Linked DNA regions of Mus musculus: all the other regions are linked to region 3. Evidence: chromatin contacts called from public promoter capture Hi-C and targeted proximity ligation data. All regions are on one chromosome and are shown on one strand. The core of a region is the stretch at or near the end of the contact, and the rest is flanking DNA. Distances in the headings are between cores, read along the strand shown. Region 1 overlaps Nsmce2 (NSE2/MMS21 homolog, SMC5-SMC6 complex SUMO ligase). Region 2 holds the start of Atad2 (ATPase family, AAA domain containing 2). Region 3 holds the start of Ndufb9 (NADH:ubiquinone oxidoreductase subunit B9). Region 4 overlaps Nsmce2 (NSE2/MMS21 homolog, SMC5-SMC6 complex SUMO ligase). Region 5 overlaps Atad2 (ATPase family, AAA domain containing 2). Region 6 holds the start of Fbxo32 (F-box protein 32). Region 7 has its middle 35 kb from the start of Gm19510.

Region 1 (2,723 bases), core at 44-2,543, 620 kb after region 3:
GACAGATACATACGCATAAATGAAAATGACTTTAAAAAAGAAAAAGAAGTCTGACAGCCAGGAGATAGGGCTTTGGAAGCACGACGTAGAAAAATGTCTGGTTTATCATAGGCACAGTGGGCAAGCAAGCATCCAGACTTGGATGCTAAAGTGTCTGATCATAGGGGGATGCAGTCTTCTCTTTGTAGCCGAATGAAATTTTCCAGGAGACCTTTTGAGCTGCCAGTTGACAGCCCTATATGACATGTCTGTTGGGCTCCTTTGGCACTCATGGCAACAAGAAACAAACCCTGCAGTTTTAAATAAGCAGTTAGAGAGCTCAGAGCAGGTGGTCATAACTCAGTATGAAGCCACCAAACACCTCATCTTCCTGACTGACACCTTTCTAAATTCTCCCAAAGACCTCAGAATACCTCCCTCTCTCAACAGCGACAGGCTTGGCATTGTTAGTGAAGGAGGCCCATGGCCTTCTTGGACCTCTCTGCAGGTCCCACAGGCTGGACTTACAAAGAGTCTTTTGACCAGGCAGCGGTGTAAGTGACTTTATGGAAGACAAGCCAGCGCTTGTTTCCTCTCTGTGCTGTAAGGGTTAAGAGTCATCACTGTGGTCACCAAGGTCAGACACCAGCTCTCAGTGTGCTGGTTCCAGCCACAGATGTGTTTGGGTTGGCCAGGGGAGTTGTATACACATGTATCTTCGGTTGCAACATACACCAGTTAGAAGGGTTCCCATCAGAATCAGCATTTCCAGCTTCTTTTAGTACTGTCTCTGACAGCACAGGCTGCCGTGTAGAGGCTGTCTGCCTCAGTGACATGGAGGTCCCTCATTGACCCTTCTACCTTGACGTAGCTTCAGCCTGGCCTACTTCCTGGATGCAGGTTTAACAGTGTTCCTACAGAGTCCTGTGCCATTTTCTCTACAATAAAAGTGAAAAGTACAAATTCTCCTCATCACACTCCTGACCTAATTTTAACAAGTTGCCAAATACTGAGTCTCAGGCCTACAGTGTGCTTTAAGATATAATTCCTAAGGGCAGCATTCTTTGATCAATCCTCTTGTAAAGTCACACAGTTGAAGACGATCCCTACCTGCTGGTGTTTCTGTGTCACAGCTCTTCTCCCTCTGCCCCATGGTTCCCAGCAGTGTACATGCTAAACATATCCTTAGTTGTCCCCTTTTGGCTGCTCATAGGTTTGAAGCTAGGCTGTCTGTGGGGAAGGGAGTGTGGAGCTGCAGAGGGGAAACGAGATACCTGTTTGGCTTCCACTGGCTTGAAAACTGAGTCATGAGTCCATAGTACAGAGGTAATGTGAACAAGTCTTTGCAAATCACTGCATCAGTAAGCCGTTTGCCCCCACCCCTTACACACCCTTTTCTCACCCGTTGTATGGCCAGCCCCTCTCTTGGTTCCATTTAGACTACCTAACCTCCGTTGGCAAAATCTGCCCTTTTCCTACCACCTCATTATTCTCTGGCCACCTGCCAACCACGTGAGGGCGATTTGAACACTGCTGAAAGCAGGCCAGCACATGGAGTCCTTAGAGACGCTGTCATGTAGTCATGACCGTGAGGAAGCATGTCTCCTGGAACTGTGGGTCACGTCACTCCACCGTTGTCATATTTCACTTTACCATCGCAGGGGTTTTGTGCATTTCTTCCAATTCCCATGACTCTGGTTTCACATGAGGTCGTGGACTTCTCAATCAAAAAGTTGCTCATAGCTTTGGTAGGTCTGAAATTTCAGAGTATTGAGCAAGGCCCGCATTGTGCTAGAACATGATCTAATAAGATTGGACTGTCAAAACAAGAAGCAGCAGTCTGGCTAAAAGGTTTTTAAGCAGGAAATCTGTCCTGTGAGAACCTCCAAAAGATGATAAACATGTAGGCTGGGGGCCGATTTCATTTTCATCTCTACCATGAACTTAAGCAGACTGAAGTAGAGGCAGAAACCGTAGATGCTATCTTTTGGTTGGGAAACTAATTGGTTGTGTAATTAGCTGTGTGAAACATCAGGAAAATATGTGAACCATTTTGTTAGGACCCTACAGAGTACTTGGGACAGAGCCCCAAAATGTCAAGTAGAGACGATGCGTCACTCAGAGTGCAGTCGGAGAGCAGGGAGTTCCTTTCCAGCCCACCAACCGTGAGAGGCGGCAAGTTATGTAACCTTTTCCGCTCCTTGGTCTTTTCATCCCTGACATGAGAATTGGGACATTATAAGATGTTCACGGGGGATAAAAGGAATAATCTGGAGCAGTGCCTGGAGCTGGAGGAGTGGCCAGTAAGCGAGAGCAGTGACTGGTAGGTACATCGCAAGTATGCTTGTGCATTCTGATCTCAGCACAGTTTCCAAAAGAAGATCGGCTGGTATCTTAGTTTTCTGCTCTTTGTGGCTCCTCACTAGTGGAACCCTGTGAAGGGAAACATCTTGTCATTCTCTGCACCATTCTCTTGTCAAGAGCACATCTCAGTGAAGGCTCAGGTCAGGATGGCCCTGGCGATGAGTCACTGTAGTTCACTTTGGCCTCCTCCTGAAGCCCACTTTTATAATTTTCCAGTTCAATTATTAAGACACTGAATATCTGCATCATACTACTGCTGGATTGCAATGTAACCACTAACCAAGCATGTTTATGCAATGCCTTATGTGTAATCACTTATAATAAAAGTAAAAGCCGGGTGTGGTGGTGCACGCATTTAATCCCAGCACTTGGGAGGCAGA
Region 2 (2,700 bases), core at 27-2,526, 800 kb before region 3:
TTCATCCCAGTCCCCAAGGAAGCTACGTCTGTCTACAAGTGATTCACTTTATATAGTGCCAATACAAGATTAGGGTTGTCTGAACTAAGTGGACACTGCTGTGTCACTCCCAGCGCAGCGCTCCTGATCAGACTTCCAGTCTCCTGACCAGCTACGCGTCTGTTTTCCTACTCCCTCACTGCAACCGGACCATCACTACCGGTTTCGGAAACTTTAGTGTTTCTTCCTCAACCTCAACCTTTTTGGTGAACGCTGTCCCCGCTGTCCCCCTTCCACCACCGCCGAAGCCGGGCGATGTGTAATCTCTCCGCACTGGTCCCAGTGATGGGCAAGAAGCATTTGCAAACCTCCCACTACAGAGACTGTAAATGCAGCATGAAGCTGCCAGAAAAGGAAAGCTGTGGGAGGCACAAAAAACCGAAGTTCCAATTCCAGAACTGTCTACCACTCTCTGTTTACCTTTCTGGAGCCCATGTCTTCATCTGTCACACCGATAACCACCAACCAGAAGGTCCTCTAAGGCTTGTCAAGAGACTTAAAGTGCAACCACGCAATGTCGCCGTTCGTCCCTCCATATTATGCAACCTGATATTTTACTTCGCTTGAGTCTCACGATGGAACCTCCCTGGACCGTACATGGAGGTCAGTGGACTCTTTACTGTCTGGGCCCACAACTCAAGATGCTCCCGTGCACGCGCTCCAGCAGTCAGGGGGTTCGCACTCCCCTGACTGACGCGACCCGGGGAAGGAACCGGGAAGGAGGTGATGGGGGGAGCACAAGGTCGGCCCAAAGCTCCTCCGCTCGGCCCTACGCAGCGCTTCGGCTCTAGGTTTCCTCTTGCGTAGAAAGAGGTGGCGACCAACTTGCTCTGCCCGCTTCCAGCCAGTTCTGTCTTTCCAGAACCTTCCACCTCGCTGGTCCACGACAGCCCACTACCCCAGAGCGGGGCGCGCGTCTCCAACCCGGGGCCCAAAGCTCCCCGCCCTAGGTCGGTACTCACGCCCGCCGCCTTGGACGCCGTCGATTTCCTCCCGGCTCGGCGCAATCTGGGCCGCCTCCCGCCGCTGTCCTGCAGGCTGAGGAACTCACTGGACAGGTCCAGAGAGTCGGTGGCCGAGGAGGTGGTGGAGCGACTGTGCAGCTCCAGGCTGCTGCGGAGGACCACCATGGTGCCCCGCTTGCAGAAGCCGGAACCCGAGGCGGGGGAAGTGGAGAACCTGGCTCCGGAGGAGGCTGCTCAGGCGCTCACGCGCTCTGAATTCTGGCGCCACAAACTGCGCGCCCAGCGGCCGCAGCGTACGCGCGCCGAATCCCTCCGCCGCCGGCCACGCCTCCTGACCCCACCCCCAGATCGACGAACCCGAAATTCTCCTCCAATCCGAAGAGCGCGGGAACCGGAGCCGACGCGAACCGAGGCGCCAGCGAACCGCGTCGAGCCCCCTCACAGGAATTTGCGACGTCGTTCTTCCAGCTGTAGTTCCGGCTCTCCGCCCTCAGTGGAAGGAGACGGAGAGAGCGGTGCAGCGTCTTGTTTGGAATTTTGGCGCGTGGAGGCGGAAGGGCCCTTTGGCTCCCTGCCGGCGGCTTCCCGCCATCTAGGCTTCAAACGCCAGAAAAAAAAGGTCCTTAAACCAAGCACTTTGCCTCCGATAGGTTTGACTTTGAGACTTGAAGAGGTTTTTATTGATGAACTAACAAAAATAAACTGCACGAAAGAAAGAAAATATAATGGTCCTTAAAGACAGCTAAAAGAACTGGCAACAGCTATTGGGATAGAATGAGTCATATAAACTTACCCGGGATTAAAAAAAAAAAAAGCTAACTTGTAAAGTAATTACGACATAAAGTTAATGGCCAGTCACCTTATAAATGATCAAATTCTTTCCTGTGCTCAGAATGGTTTGTAGTCGTGCTAGGTACAAATGTAATTCATTTACAGAGACAAGCTTTTGCTGTGTCTATTTTGTCAAGGTTAAGCGTAAAAAAAGTAATTAAATGCAACATTTTTTTTTTAATTAGGGGTATACATAATAGATTATATGATGGCTCTCAAACCCCTCAAAGAGATCTGCTGACTGACATTTTTATTTTATTTATTTACTTATTTATTTATTTTTTTTTTGTTTTGTTTTGTTTTTCGGGACAGGGTTTCTCTGTATAACCCTGGCTGTCCTGGAACTCACTCTGTAGACCAGGCTTGGCCTCGAACTCAGAAATCTGCCTGTCTCTGCCTCCCAAGTGCTGGGATTAAAGGCGTGTGCCACCACGCCCGGCTTCTGACTGACATTTTAAGGTGTTTCATGAAAATGGCTTCCCCCGGCAGACAATACCAGCTCTGCTAGCCTCAGCTGAGGAAGATGAGCAGTAACAGACTCCACCTGGACCTGCTTCCCAGATGCTAACTGGCCACTTGGCAAAGAACTACCCCATCCCTCACCCACTGCCAGAGCCCAGTCCAAACTGTGGACACGGGTTGACTGCTCTACCCTGCCTTGCAAAGGTACCTCAGCTCCCCAGAATTCCTCCTCCGCAGAAAAATCTCTCAGACCTTCTGGGTCTGACATAAGGCCGATGATAGGACCCTCTGTGGCAGCTGGTGGTGGAAGACTGACAACCTCTGCCCCAAACAAAGCCATCAAGATCACCATGGAGTAGCCCAGGGTGGCTGTCTACGTAACAGATAAATCACCTCTGTCATT
Region 3 (2,780 bases), core at 8-2,507:
CTGTATAACCTTAACCACTCTCCTGATTCCACTTTTGAGTGCTCGGAGGATGTCTCTATTTGGATGTCCTTTAACTCACGAATGGACCTAATCTATTAGATCCAGATGGCCTAGGTATTTCTTAACCTGCCATCTTTGGGTCTTCACTTCCCACAACAGGCATGAACAGTCAGTGCTAAATGCTATGCACAACCATCCCATTTCTCTTTTTCTATTCTTTTCCCTGTTTGCAAAACCTGAAATACTTACATTCGTCCCCTTATCTGCCACAAAATCTACAAAACGACTATCAGGGTAACCTCCTCCCTGTCACTTCCCACCCTTAAATAGCAGGGAAAGTCCACAACGACGAGGTTCATACTGAGACTACCCACATCGGTATCCCAGAAGGCAAGACTCTTTCCGTACAACTGGCACTCAAAGATTTGCTGAAAAGCCTTCATTGGAACGCCACTCCCAATAGAAGTGAAATTTAAGTAATCGAGACTTTAGGGTTCCAAGTTATCCTTCCAACCCTGACTCTTACAATGTCCCCCATTTTGAATCCTTGCCGCACTCTCCAGCTGTCGGATGGATCGTGGAACTTGCGAGGCGACACAATTTGCCACCCCCTCCCGTCTGAGGACTCCCGTTTATGTCTAGATGGCCTGTGAGCAGGACTTGGCCACATTCCCGGGACTCAATGTCAAGCCTCCCAGAGTTGTCTGTGGTATGAAGGGATGACTGAGTGAACCGGTACCTTGGAGGGACTGTCAGGCCGGCCATGTAGAAGAGTTCACGAAAGACAGAAGAAAAGTGATTGGCTTGGGGGGCGGTGCTTTTTGAGAGATGGGAGGACTCGGGGACTAGCCCATGCTAGGCGATCAGTCTACGGCTGAAGCACACCCCACACCTATTCCTCTCTTTCCAGTTGAATTAAACACACACAAAAAAAGCACAAGTCACAATGATTCATTGCCCGGGAATGCTCATAAATGAACATGCACTAGGGAAACCATCCTCCAGCAAGAACCAGATCAGTCATTGCCAGCACGCGAGGCCTCCGGGCATCTTCCGTGCCCTGGAAAGGCCATGCCGCGAAAAGGGGACCCGGGACTGTCAGCGAGGCTCACGACCAAGACAAACCTGCCCTTACCCACGAACTTGAAGAGACTCATGACGGCGCGGCAGGCTCCTCCCAGGGAAAAGCGGAAGTGGCTCAGAGCACGCTCGTCCTTCCGGTTCCGCCTCACAACCGCCCGCTTCCGGGTTCCCGGCAGCCCCCGCGGCGGCCGCTGAAGGTGAGCCGGACGCTATGGCGTTCTGCGCTCCCCCGGCCTACCTGACCCACCAGCAGAAGGTGCTGCGGCTGTATAAGCGCGCGCTGCGCCACCTCGAGTCATGGTGTATCCACAGGTGGGGAGAGGGGACCCGGGGCTCGGGGACGGAAGCCGAGGGGCCCCGTGGGCCAGGCTGATCAAGGACTTGGGGGACACAGTGAAGGGAGCCCGCCCTTGAACCCGGGTCCCGATGCAGTCCTCTCTGCTTGATCTGGCGGAGATGATTGTGTGGGGCGCAACCAGGACCCAGCGTAGAAAGTTGCATGAAGAAATAAAAAGTACCTAGGACTGTCATTGTCATGGATCTAAAGCTAACGTTTTTATGACTCTGTCGTCCCTAACCTTAACAGTAATTTGTCCATTATCTTTAGTTTGCAGAGTAACTCAGATATTAGTGATTATTTTAGCCTGATTTTACAGATAAGCAGGCTCATTCTATTCCACCTCCTACGTCATTTTATTTCTTTAACCATTGTTACTAGTCTTCTCGTTAAGTCTCATACGGTGGCATATGTTGGGGGAGACAGATATTCTCCATTACATTATGAGTTTGAGGCTAGGCCAAAAAAAAAAAAATACCCTTCTTACAAACAAACAAACAACAATATAGTGTTAAAACGTGTAGACTTTCATGACCTAAAAGAAATGCAAGGGGCAGTGACAACCGAAGATGTGTAAGTCCCATACCGCTACACTCTTACCCTAAAACCTAATCCCACAAGGAGGACTTCCAAGAAAAAGATGGAAAATCAAGTAACCCTGTAAGACCTGCAGAGGGTAACCCTGGAATCCTAGGATACAAGTTTGTGGTTACATCTCTTTGTTATGCAGGCTGGTGCAGTGTACAATGCTGAACAGTTGCTAGCTTCTTTCCTAAGTTTTTCTTATTTATTTAACAGAATTTGCAATTCAGCGTCCATTCTGGATGGCAAATAAATGACAGTTAACCCTTGATTTTGAGCTGCAATCCCATGGATTAACGGGGAACGTGACGGGGAAACTCAGAAGGAACAGTGTTACTGAAGAAGTTAAGACTTCAAGAATCCAGACAGTGTTATAGTACAGTTGGAGATATTAGGGCTCATATTCATGGAGGGAATAATCAAACTAGCTACTATGACAGCACTAACAGATTTGAAAGCTGACATCTTTTCTTAGTCCTTGTCCGCATCAGTTCCCTTAAAACAAAACAAACAAAAAAACCCGTGTTGATATCACCTGTGTGACAACCTTGCCTTCCTCCTTGTTGGGACAGCACTGCTGGCATGCTAGGCCAGCTGGCCTGTAAACTTGTGGGCATCTGTCACATCCTGTCGTCCTGAGGAGGGGTGCTGGGACCACTGATGTGTGCTCCCATGTCTAGCTTTACGTGGGTTTTAGGACTCCAAACTCGGTCCTAATGCTTGCATGGTACTTTACCTACTGAGCCACATCCCCCTAGCCCTCATTTGTCTTCTAGGA
Region 4 (2,700 bases), core at 188-2,687, 670 kb after region 3:
GTTTAGCAAGAATTAGGCCAGTGAAAGAGTCTGTCAGAAATAAATAACTAGTACAGTGGACCCTGAGGAGAACGACAGGGATGACCTCTGACTCCCACAGCATATACACATGTGCACAGCTGCACACAGGCGGGCAGAAGCACAGGCCTGACAGGAAGTTTGCTGGTGTACAGTGTGAACTCACAGCTGTGGGGCCCTTATGGCAAACAGTCATCATGTGTACCTCACTGTTTTGTGACACATCACCCTGGACTTGGAGGCGATGGGACACAGTTACTCTCTGAGTGTAACTATGTCAGGAATCTACCCAGCTCTAATGCCAGAGGTATCTGTCTATACAGCTGCTTCCTAGAGCTTATGGGCCAAACCTTGATATTCTTAGGACCCAAATCTGCATCTCTCCATACTCAGCATTGTGTGATCCTGAGCTGAGGCTGAGGCCCCGAATCCCCGATGCCCCTGGGACCCTCTGCACCCTGAGACCTCTCCTTAGCATAGACTCGCAATAAGGAATGCTCTGCCCTGTGGCTGACCCAGGCACAGGACCAGCCTCTCCTTCCAGGTCTGTGAGTCTGAGCCCTTCCTGGGGATGAGTTGATGATGTTGAAGGTGTTGCCACACCTGACTTGCTCACCAGGATGTCCTGGGGATTATGGCCTAACGCTTGGGTAGTGTTGTTTCTCGGAGCAGGAATGCCCTGATTCAAGCCCGTGGCATCATGGCCTTTTCTTACCCTTTTTAGTTTAAAAACTTGTTCGTTTCTGTGGGGTGGGGTGGGGTGGGAAACAAGGCTGTGCCCTGGTTCCTGTCCTGCCTCTCCTCCAGGAAGTCTCTCAAAGGTTCTCGCATGCTCTTCAGTGTTGTTCTCACCATGTCTCTGGTTGAGCCGCCTTGTGTGAGGAGACAGGACTGGTTAACTGTGGTCTAGAACAGCAAGTGCTGCGTGATGAGACCTGGAGCACAATCCTTTGCCCGTGGCATTCAGTGGCCTTGATTTTCACTGTGCCAGGATGCCTGCAGACAGACAAGAACTCCACGTTCATCTGTTTGCAGGAAAAGCCTTGTGCCGTCACCTGGACAGTGTCAGCACTAGGGGAGCCGACTGCTAGGCCTTTGCCGCTCTTTTGGAGATGTCTCACTATATAGCCTAGCCTAGCCTAGAACTTTCTGTGTAGCTCAGTCTTGCCTCAGCCTCGGGTGCTGGGATTGTAGGCATATACACTTGTCTTGGCTCTTCCATTTTCCAGTTTGTATCTTTGTTGTCGGGTCACCTCGCTCCCCTCGGATACTTGATTTATATCCCTGTTCCCAGAGCCTGTCTCTGCATGACACAGACATCACCAGGCTCCATCCCATCCCATCAACATGAGTGTGGGCGCCTCCTCTGCAGCTCAGTGGTGTGGTTAATTCCGTCAGCCATTCTCAGAATGCCCTCATTTACTGACTAAAGCCACTGATGTCATCAGGAAGTCCTCCCCCCTCACTCTCCACTTCCCTCTCCACTGCTTATTCACTGTCTGGCAGAAGGAGGTAGACGCTGTTCTCAGGAGTCCACTGCACCCAAGGTCTGGTCGTCAGGGACGGGGCTCGGGGCTCGCCTCTCAGGGAGGTTCACTCCAGAAGCCCCCTGTTGTGCACGTCCATGTCTGGGAAGCCTAGGGGATGACAGTCTCCGTTTCTAAAGTCTGGAATGTGTGGATGTCTCCATCACCATCTCATACTTAGGAATTCCAAAGTACATCGGTCGAGCTGGGGTGAGCAGGTGGGGGGCTACGCAGCCAGATTCCAGGCAAAAGGAAGGAAGGAAAGGAGGAAGGGAGGGAGGAGAGAAGAAAGAGCGCTCCTATGCCTGACTGTACAGGACACATTTAGCATTTCAAAATGAATTCCTGTTCTCAAGCTTACTGTCCCTGCAAATGGGCTGCACACTGTCCAGGGACAGCCCATGTCCTGCCAACACTCCTTGACCCCAGGATCAAGGCCAGGAAACACCTCCTCTTTCCTGCCTCATCCCTGCATTGTAACTCCCAGGTCAGGTTCCCTTCCCTTGGCCTTTTACCTTTTACTCTGCGTTTCCTGTGCCTCTAGAAGAGCTGTCTCAGTTCATGGGGCTGAGCCCTGTGTGGATCAGAGCCGTGTTTATACTTAAGGCTATGTGATTAGAACCTAGCCCAGAGCTGATCACACAGAAGCACCGGGAATGCATGAGTGGTGTGTGTGTGCACAGTTCTGTGGAAGGACAGGCAGACAGACCAGATAACTTAAAACTTCCCAGGAGGTGAGTGGCCAGCCTAGGAGATGGGAAAGTGGAAGGACACCATGGAGCACTGTGAGGCCCGTTACCCTGTGGAGTGGGGACCCTGCCCCAGAAAGGTTATCTTGACCACCAATCGCGTGTTTGAGGGAATTCAGGACCTGCGTGAGCTTGACTCCAAACACTGGGCACTTAGCCCTGCCCAAACCTTGTTCACTGTAAAAAGAAATCAGGTGATTCAGTCCAAACACTCCCTCAACTGAGATGGCTAACTGAGCAAGGCCTTGAGTTCCGCCCTTTTCTGGTGAGTCACATTCTTAATTCCCTCACCTCGGGCTTCTGGCCAGAGCCCAGTGTCCCTCTCACTCTCTCCATTGAGAGGTTTCATGGCATTCAGAGGGATGGAGTTCAGGCAGGACTCCTGCCCCCATGCCTGGCCTGTGTTC
Region 5 (2,700 bases), core at 24-2,523, 840 kb before region 3:
GGCACGGACGGAGGGTAGGGGAGAAAGGAGAAATGTCTCAGTAGCTAAGAGCCCGTGCTGCTCTTGCAGAGGACCCAGGCTCAGTTCCTGGCACCCACGCTCACAGCTGTCAGTTCATCCAGCTACAGGGGATCCAACCACCTCTGCTGGCCTTCAAGGGCATAGTATGCAATTGCTGTACAAGACACGTGCAGGCAAAACATCTATACACACGAAATAAAAAACAATAACATTTAAGAGAGGAAGAGAAGAAAAATGAAGAGGAGGAAAAAGAGAATGAGAAAGAATGAGGGGGAGGGGAAGGAGGAGGAGCAGCAGCAGAGCAGGTTACACACAGGATATCACCAACCCCTTTGGTAATATCAGCTTGCAGCAGGGAATTTGAAACCCATTCCGCCCCCATTTCAATAATGATACTTTTCTTCCTAAAAGTCAACAACAAAATCAAAATCATCTTCTGGGGGACTGGGGACCAGGCAGCTCAGAGCACCTGCTGCTCACTCTATAATGAGGTTTAGAGTTTAGATCCCAGCACCCACACTGGTTAGCTCATAAACACCTCCAAGGGTGTGCTCTCTGGGGACACTCAAATATCTCCCCTCTCTCTGTATATATATAAAATCTCCTCTCATACACATACTAAAACAAACTTCTAACTTTTAAAAAAAGATGTTCTCCTTTCTCTTGGTTTGTAATTTGTAGCACTCCTATCCCAAAGTGGGCTATTCTCCTTAAGATAAACCAATTAAAAACACATTTAATCTCCTTTCTCATCTTTTTTATTTTGTTATTCTTTGCCGCTGCCCCCTCCCCCTCCCCCTCCCCCCTCTTGCTCCAGCCCATAGGTTCTTTGTTTCTCATTACAGATGGTTGTGAGCCACCATATGGTTGCTGAGATTTGAACTCATGACCTCCAGAAGAACAGTCAGTGCTCTTAACTGCTGAGCCATCTCACCAGCCCTCCTTCCTCATCTTACAGTCAGTCTCTGGACACTTCCCATCCCGAGATCCACATTAAGATGGGTTTAAATGATTCTCCCTTCGTTATCATCACTTCCAATCAAAACTCCTCCAGCATTCTGCTAATATGATTTGGTTTTAGCACAGGCCTCCTCCAGTCAACAATATTGATTGAATTAACCAACAATTATTGTGTGCTTTTTTTCATAGCCTTCAGTGACTGTGTTCTTTTGGAGGAAACATTTAGGACTGTTATAATGCTCCCGGATAAGGGCAAGGTACAGCTAGAAAGTAAATAGAAACTGCAGCTTCTGAGCATATGACAGATACAAAGTTATTGATGACTGGGCCTGTGGAAATGCGCCCATGGAGAAGATACTTCCTACCATTCTACTCTGACAAGGCTTCAAGGTAGAGGATCTGTGCATCCACCAAGTCTATTTATTACAGATGGAATTACTATTCCTGGGTGAGCTACTGAGATATAGCAAGAGGACACAGAGAGAGGTTAGGGTGTTTGCAGTTTCAGTAATGACTTCCTGCCCTCCCTCTTCTAGGACTAGGTGTAGTGGCTAGAAACCCCACACAGTGCTCACCACTGGTACTGACTGCTCCATGGCAACACAGATACAGTAATTAACATCACATAACAACACAGATACAGTAATTAACATCAGACATGGTAACACAGATACAGTAATTAACATCAGACATGACCCTGGGTTAAAACTTAAAGACAGGAACTGAAACTGGGTTAGTTGTATTTTGGAATTGTGTTTTATCTTGAAAATGTAAAATGTTGTAACAAAATAAGAGAATATATTTGCATATGCACACAGACACACACATGAACGCATACACACATGTACACATACAACCCCAGTAATCTAGTTTGATTCCCTAGATTCACATCATATAAGCATGGAAGCAAAGAAAGACGTCACAGAGCTGTCCTCTGCTCCCACACAAAAGTTATGGCACGTATGAACTCACACAAGAACTAGAAACGAGTAACAGTTTTCAACTTCAACATTTATTATACAAAATGTACAATAAAAGGACACATCTGAAATAAGTTATAATAAACTTCAATGAAAACTATTAAGCATAATCCTTTGTTTATTTGCTTTTGTGAGACAGAGTCTCAAGTAGCCAGGCTGGCTTCAAACTTACTATGTAGCTAAGACCTTGAACTCCTGATCTTCCCGTCTCTGCCTCAAGGGCGGAGATCCCAGATCCATACACACTAGACCTATACAATATTATCTCTATCAATATGAACATGTTCAATGTTATCAGTGTTTGGCATTTTTAATAGGTATATAGGACAGCATCTACTAATGAAGGCATCCAAATTACTGAACTTCAGAAATATTTTAAATAGCTACATAAGAAAAGGCAGCTCAACTTTAAACTATACTAAAATCTAAACTCTTGAGTTAGGCATGTGCTTAAGTGTACACTGGGCCCTAGGTCTGATCCTTACCACCATCACTACATCCCCAACAAACTCCATACATAGCCTCTTAAACTCTAGTAGCCATTCTCAAACAAGCTTTCCAACACACGCTGTTCCGAAAGCAGAAGTTTCAACGTCCCATTATGGAAGAAGCAAATGATTTCAACTTTAAGAAATGTATTTTTGAGCCGGGCGTGGTGGCCCACGCCTTTAATCCCAGCACTTGGGAGGCAGAGGCAGGCAGATTTCTGAGTTCGAGGCCAGCCTGGTCTACAAAGTGA
Region 6 (2,700 bases), core at 149-2,648, 720 kb before region 3:
TTGTGTGTGTGTGTGTGTGTGTGTGTGTGTGTGTGTTAATCAAAGGACAGTGGGAGGAGAGAGCACCGAAAGGTGACTTCAACTGCACCAGCGCCTCCAAACAAACTTCTGTCGGTTCCTCAGGTGTCTCAGGGAGTCAGCTGTCCAGGCTGGGGATTGATTCTTGACCTGATACTCTATGAGTGGGCACTTGTTCTGACCTCAGATTTCACTAGACAGCGGAGCTCAGGTGAAACTTCAAGTCTGGGTGGTCTTTCTGCAGCGGGCAGGCACCACTAAGGATGGGAGTGTGCTCACGGTATAAAGACCGAAAGGGCCACGGAGGAAACAGGTGCAAGTGTCTGGTCCTTCCTGAAGCAGAGCACTGTTCTTGCATTTCTTCCCTGCCTCCCTCCGCAGCCCCTAAGCGTTACCACAACGACCCACTCCGCAAGCTGTCCCGGGGCCCATCGGCTGCCCCTCCCAGTCACTTTTTTTTTTTCTCGGCCCACTCAGCCGTCGACTGCGCGTGGGAAGAGCCTTCAAGCACTCATGGCAGGGCCCGTCATCCGGCTTGTGACTACTACCGCTCTTGTACTCTTGGGGTCCTGTCATAGGACAGTGAAAGGCAAACAGCCAAGTCGCTAGCACCCACTTAAAACAGTGACTGCAATTGCGGGATCTAAAGGAAGAGTCCATGAGTTGTGCGCCTGTGTTCAAGTGTTTAGGGACATAATCCCCTATTGCCAGATTGAGGGATCCTGGGTTCTGTATGGGATCTTTTCTGCTGGGAGACACTGTCCTTGATCAGGAGGAGACACTAAATTACCCATCTCTCGGGTTCTGGCGACCTTTACCGAAATCCCGGCACCTCACTCCTGTCCCTTCAGTCGGAAGCCCCCTCTTTATTCTGGCCCAGACCTGCTTGCCCTCCTTCACCTGCCCCTGAGGTGTGCACTTCCCCCTCGTCCCCGACCAGCTAAAATCAGTTTTGTGGGGCTGGAAGTCGGCGAATGTCCTCACCTGCTGAGGTCGCTCACGAAGCTGCCGCTTTTCTCATCCAAGAAGCGCTTCCAGCCGTCCGCCGTCTTCACCCAGCTCTGGCCCGGGGACCGCCAGTCCTGCCCAAGGAACGGCATGGTACAGAGCGCGGACGCGACCGACGGACGGGACGGATTGACAGCCAGGAACCGGCCTGGCTTGCCCAGGGTATGCGGCGCGTTGGGAAGATGCTGGGGAACGACGCAGGCGGCGACCGGGACAAGAGTGGGTCAACTAGTGTGGAGGGCTGCGGATCCTGGGTGGGCGCGGGGATCCTTGCACTCACAGGGGCGCAGGCGTTGGGGAAGGTCGCCTCCTGACTCTGGGAATGCTGAGCGGCTGCCCGAGCGCAGTATTTATCCCGGGCCGCTGCCCCGTCTCTTTGTTGCCGGAAGAGCCGCCTGCTCTTAGCCCGCCCCCCCCCCCCCGCGCCCCGAGGCCACGTGGCTTTGTTTATAGGCTCGCCTTGTTTTCCGAGGCGCCCGCGGCTCTCGCTCTGCTCGCAGTTGCACAACCTTGCGTCCGTGGAAACTTGAAGCCGCATGGCCAGGCCAGATGTCCCGCTGACCCTCGGTGCCCTGGCACCTCTGCACCTCCCCTACTCCCCCATCAGGCGTAGCTGTCGCCACCAAGATCCTGGTCTTGCACTCGGCACTAGGTCCCCTCTACGGGTCCCGGACAAGCAGGGTGTAGCAAGGAAGCCTAGAGAGTTGGGAACTGTCAGTCCCAGAGGGTCTGGAAGCTGCGGGACCGATCTTTGCAGGCAGATCAGCCTTGGGGGAGGCCAGAACGTCTGGGGACGGGTAGGGGTGCATTCTTTGAACCTCTCTTACTGCCAGTACCGACTCCAGGCGCCAGGGTGTGCTAAGTGAAAGAGGGGACCCAGTGCGGTAGGGGCGGGGAGGGACTACCCCCACTCCTTCCGCCTTAAAGCTGTCATTTGATGCGTTTGCTGTCAAGCTCGACTACCCCAGTGGCAAAGGAAGGGGAAAGAAGAGGCCCCCGCAGCGTCCGGACCCCATGGCGTTGAAGTGAAGAGCTGAGACAGTCTTGGGTCCCACTCTGAGGGACTCTGGGCAAGCAGCGCTGGCGTCGAGGCGCCTGGCTCAGAACAAAGCCTCCAGGGTCGTGGAGTCAGGAAGGAGTCTCAGGCTACACTCGCTGCTCCAGTGCCCCAGGGTTGGGCTTTTTTGGCTGTGGAACCACAGGAACCCTTCTTTCTCTTCCTTTACGCAGAGTTCAATTCCTGGTGTTCTCTGATTTCTAGCTATAAAGTCCTCCTGGGTTTCACGGCCGCTTCAGAAAGGGAAGAGAGTCTGTTAAGAGCTTATCTCTCCTAACACGAGGGGGTGGCCAGTCTGTTTTTCAGGTGAAAGGCTGTGGGGTCCTCAGAGAGGGTTAAGTCCGTGATTACCTAGGGTCTTATGCTACTTCTCAACTCAGAGCGATCCTCCCTGTTATGCAGAACATAACTCCCTTTTAGTCTAGAGACATCTCAGCCCAGTGCCTTACCACCAGGCACAGAATTGGCCATTCATAACCATCCCATCTTCCTCCATCCTCTGAGAGAGTGTGCATTTGTGTGCCCGCGGTGGGCAGAGGTCAATGTCAGGTGTCTTCCTTGCTCACGTTTGTCCCTATTTATCTTTGGGTCAGACTCACTGAGCCTGGAGCTCTCTA
Region 7 (2,867 bases), core at 304-2,803, 830 kb after region 3:
TGCAATACATTTGTGAGACCTTGACAAACCAATATAAAGTCTGTTGGAGATTGGTTCTAATGCTTTGATCCAATTGGGAATCTGTATGGCCTTATCTAAGGGTCCTTGTCCCCAATCGGTTTTTGATCAAGCAATAAAGATGCCACTGGCTAATGGTTGGGAAAGGGGTGACAGGGCAGGGCTCTTAGAGTTGCTGTGGGGGAGGAGATGGAGGATCGCCATGATGCAGTGGGAGGTGGAAGAGATTAAGAGCTGCAGAGGGAAGATCATCTGAAATGTAGGAGGAAAGGGAAGCAGCCCCTGACAGGGCTGCCCAGAAGTGTCTTGGGCAGTAAAGACCAATGGGCCTCACAGAAGGTAACAGGGCAGCAAAGTTAAAGGTAGATTTAGAAGGTGTTGAGCCAGGAATACTGGAGGGAAAGTATGCTAGCCGTGGGAGGATTAGAACTGCCCAGCCATTAAGCTAGACAGCATATTAAAAATAAGCTAATGTGTGTGTGTGTGTTCCATTTGCAAATCCAAAGAGTTCCTGGGCAAGTAGCTGGAAGCATATGACCTGCTGGGTGCACAAAAACGGTGTAGCTAAAAACTCACCGCTACAGAATCCACTGTCTACTTGGAAAACATACATTTATTAATTACTCTATGTGGTCCACATTTAATATTGTCCAGCATGCACCAGACATCGGAGATACAGAAATGAATCAAATTCTATTTAGGGTACTGAGTGTGAGACTGGCGTTTGGAGACTGAAATGCTAGCTTCATATGCTGCCTGCATGACTAGAGTAGTTACCTACTGAGTCTTAGGCTCCTCATCTGTAAAATGGGTCTCATAGTAGCAGCACTGTCCTCAGGGGTTAGTGGTGACGATAGATGTGGGAAGCCTCATGGTAAGTGAGCTAATTTGAGATTTAGAGCAGTGCCTGGCATATAAAGAATGCTATGCAAGGTATTTCCTCAAGGAATTAAGTCTGTTGGCAGAGGACACCTCTCTCTCTCTCTCTCTCTCTCTCTCTCTCTCTCTCTCTCTCTCTCTCTCTCTCTTTCTCTCTCTCTCTTTCTCCCTCTCCCTCTCTCTTTCTCTCCCCCCCACTCTCTCCCTCTCTCTGTTGCTGTTGCTTTCTTCATTTAAGGAACTGAAGAGTTGATCAGATCTATTATGTTCTTCATGTTGTGTTTGGGGCAGAGGACTCTCTTTCCTTCTTGCCTCCCATCCTATGGAGTAAGACTCCATCATGAGAAAAAAAAAATAGACTCAAAGCACGCTATGGTTGCCTCTGCTTTACACTATCAATAACAAGACTGGGTGAGAAGAGGCTGGGAATGCAAGGTGCTTGGAGAGTGTTCAGCAAAATGCCACCCACTGGCCTGGGAGGGGAGGGGGTGAGTGGAGGGAGGAATAGTTTCCATTTTTGTCAGGGACCTCACTGTCCTGTGGAGCAGATGTAGCTTTCAGCCTCTGGCAGTGAGGATGGCAAGACAGAGCAGAACAGAGCCCATATTTGGCCAGGGAAGAAGTTCACTTCTCTCCACACCCTCTGACTCACCCTCCCGGCCCGCCAGCCTGGGGCTGAGCTCACAGCCCTCTGACTCAGGCACTGTGGGGTACCCTCTTCAGAGAGGGAGGTTGTCCCAGCACCGAGCTGCAGCCTCGGTTGGGACTCTTTCTCTTTATTAGTTCCTGCTTGTTCTGGGGCTGAGCCTGATGCTGTCTTTGCTGCTGCCCCTCACAAAAGCCCTTTCCACAGAGGATGGGCAGCTCTGAAGAGACCCTTGCATGCAGAAATGGGTCCTGCAAGGTTTGACTTTGTTTTGGGATGTCACCCTTGTGTCTCCCCCTGGAGTAAGCAGTAGACAGTCACTTGGATAGATGGAAGAGTTTTTCCTCTGATGGCAGGAAGGGGGGGGTGGTGGTGGGAATAAAGGGGTGGAGAGGTAGGAGTTCTTGACTCTATGTGACCTCACCCCTTTTTAGGTTTCCTAGCTACATGTGTTAGCCAATCTCACAGGAGATAGCAACTGTATAGGGAACTTTCCAGGCTGCAAGAGCACACGCTCAGAGGAGCTGTATTCGTTCCCTTATTGGTTTTTGTGTGGTCCCTGGAGATTAAGCACTGCTTCTCCTTGGAGCTGGTGGAAGTCCAGACTCTCAGCTCTGACCTGGCCAGCTGGTTGTGTTGTGATTCTTCTCCTGAGGACAGACAGGCATGATGAACTTTGGTCAGCTCTGAATACTTGGACATCTGCTGAGTTTCACACCCCAGACCTATTTCCAGAGGTTGTCACCTTACTGGGCTCAGGTGCATCCTGGACACCTTCAGAGTTGCCTGGGTGACTCAAAGGTGCAGGAAAAGGTCTCCACCATGCTAAGTGAGTCAGGGTGATGCTGATAATCCAGGCCACACACTCCAGTGCATTTAACATCTGGTCGGGCACAGAAAGGAGCCAGCCAGGCTAGGCTTAGCACATGCAAACACATGTGAACCGCAGAAGATGGAGGGTGACTGTTATCAGGGTGACACAGCCCAGCGCTACTGGCTACTGACCTGAAACCAATTGGATTATTGGCACACCTGAATGCACAGCACATGAAACCAGGGGGCCGCACGCATCTCCTGGAGTTTTGAGAAATGCCAAGAAATAGGGGCTGGGGAGATGGGTCAGTGGGTCACTTGATGCACGAGTGTGAAGACTGACCAGGATCCATTAAGAGCCAGGTGGGCAAGGTGGCCACCTGAAATCTCAGCATGTGGGAGGTAGAGATGTGATCCTCAGAGCAAGGTGGCTAGCTAGACCAGCTGAAATAGCAAGTACTAGGTTTAGTGAGAACCCTTGCCTCAGTGTAGAAGACAAAGAGCAACAGAG

Evidence for each region. Promoter capture Hi-C pulls out the DNA fragments that hold promoters and counts their contacts.
Region 1: a contact with region 3 is called in a promoter capture Hi-C map of liver, with 2.5 times the contacts expected there. A contact is called at or near these places in 3 of 39 promoter capture datasets (the C10 cell line, liver and pre-B cells), 2 of 130 datasets of targeted methods (microglia and pancreatic cancer cells) and 1 of 9 other capture datasets (adipose tissue).
Region 2: a contact with region 3 is called in a targeted proximity ligation map of memory CD8 T cells, with 45 read pairs. A contact is called at or near these places in 11 of 39 promoter capture datasets (the 3T3-L1 cell line, the C10 cell line, the HPC-7 cell line and 8 more), 9 of 484 Hi-C or Micro-C datasets (the Ba/F3 cell line, the G1E-ER4 cell line, LSK cells and 5 more), 12 of 130 datasets of targeted methods (the 230-238 cell line, astrocytes, effector CD8 T cells and 9 more) and 3 of 9 other capture datasets (adipose tissue, embryonic stem cells and liver).
Region 4: a contact with region 3 is called in a targeted proximity ligation map of pancreatic cancer cells. A contact is called at or near these places in 4 of 39 promoter capture datasets (3T3-L1-derived adipocytes, embryonic stem cells and liver), 6 of 130 datasets of targeted methods (DN3 thymocytes, cardiomyocytes, embryonic stem cells and 3 more) and 2 of 9 other capture datasets (embryonic stem cells and liver).
Region 5: a contact with region 3 is called in a promoter capture Hi-C map of liver, with 4 times the contacts expected there. A contact is called at or near these places in 7 of 39 promoter capture datasets (the 3T3-L1 cell line, the C10 cell line, cranial neural crest and 4 more), 2 of 130 datasets of targeted methods (astrocytes and embryonic stem cells) and 2 of 9 other capture datasets (liver and pancreatic islet).
Region 6: a promoter capture Hi-C map of liver shows a contact between it and region 3, with 2.5 times the contacts expected there. A contact is called at or near these places in 8 of 39 promoter capture datasets (the 3T3-L1 cell line, 3T3-L1-derived adipocytes, the C10 cell line and 5 more), 3 of 484 Hi-C or Micro-C datasets (CD4 T cells, effector CD8 T cells and natural killer cells), 3 of 130 datasets of targeted methods (astrocytes, large pre-B cells and pancreatic cancer cells) and 2 of 9 other capture datasets (adipose tissue and liver).
Region 7: a targeted proximity ligation map of pancreatic cancer cells shows a contact between it and region 3. A contact is called at or near these places in 2 of 39 promoter capture datasets (the 3T3-L1 cell line and pre-B cells) and 4 of 130 datasets of targeted methods (the SCID.adh cell line, extraembryonic endoderm stem cells, large pre-B cells and 1 more).

The regions. Positions count from the first base shown.
Region 1 is chr15:59,548,493-59,551,215 of GRCm38.p6, forward strand. The region is part of intron 4 of Nsmce2 (NSE2/MMS21 homolog, SMC5-SMC6 complex SUMO ligase); the gene reads left to right. Among named protein-coding and RNA genes, the nearest start is that of Gm36677, 68 kb to the right of the region's middle.
Region 2 is chr15:58,133,806-58,136,505 of GRCm38.p6, forward strand. It overlaps Atad2 (ATPase family, AAA domain containing 2), which reads right to left and starts at 1,277. Exons shown (of 28, transcript NM_027435.2): 1 at 1,002-1,277. The coding sequence starts at 1,169.
Region 3 is chr15:58,932,544-58,935,323 of GRCm38.p6, forward strand. Ndufb9 (NADH:ubiquinone oxidoreductase subunit B9) reads left to right here and starts at 1,258. Exons shown (of 4, transcript NM_023172.4): 1 at 1,258-1,395. The coding sequence starts at 1,295. It overlaps Tatdn1 (TatD DNase domain containing 1), which reads right to left and starts at 1,195. Exons shown (of 12, transcript NM_001368428.1): 1 at 1,136-1,195. The coding sequence starts at 1,157. Gm36559 (a long non-coding RNA gene) reads right to left here and starts at 733. Exons shown (of 2, transcript XR_875364.2): 1 at 1-733.
Region 4 is chr15:59,597,609-59,600,308 of GRCm38.p6, forward strand. All of the region lies in intron 6 of Nsmce2 (NSE2/MMS21 homolog, SMC5-SMC6 complex SUMO ligase), which reads left to right. Among named protein-coding and RNA genes, the nearest start is that of Gm36677, 19 kb to the right of the region's middle.
Region 5 is chr15:58,092,073-58,094,772 of GRCm38.p6, forward strand. It overlaps Atad2 (ATPase family, AAA domain containing 2), which reads right to left. Exons shown (of 28, transcript NM_027435.2): 28 at 1,975-2,700. Among named protein-coding and RNA genes, the nearest start is that of Zhx1, 17 kb to the left of the region's middle.
Region 6 is chr15:58,213,494-58,216,193 of GRCm38.p6, forward strand. Fbxo32 (F-box protein 32) reads right to left here and starts at 1,399. Exons shown (of 9, transcript NM_026346.3): 1 at 1,003-1,399. The coding sequence starts at 1,118.
Region 7 is chr15:59,758,263-59,761,129 of GRCm38.p6, forward strand. No RefSeq gene overlaps it. Among named protein-coding and RNA genes, the nearest start is that of Gm19510, 35 kb to the right of the region's middle.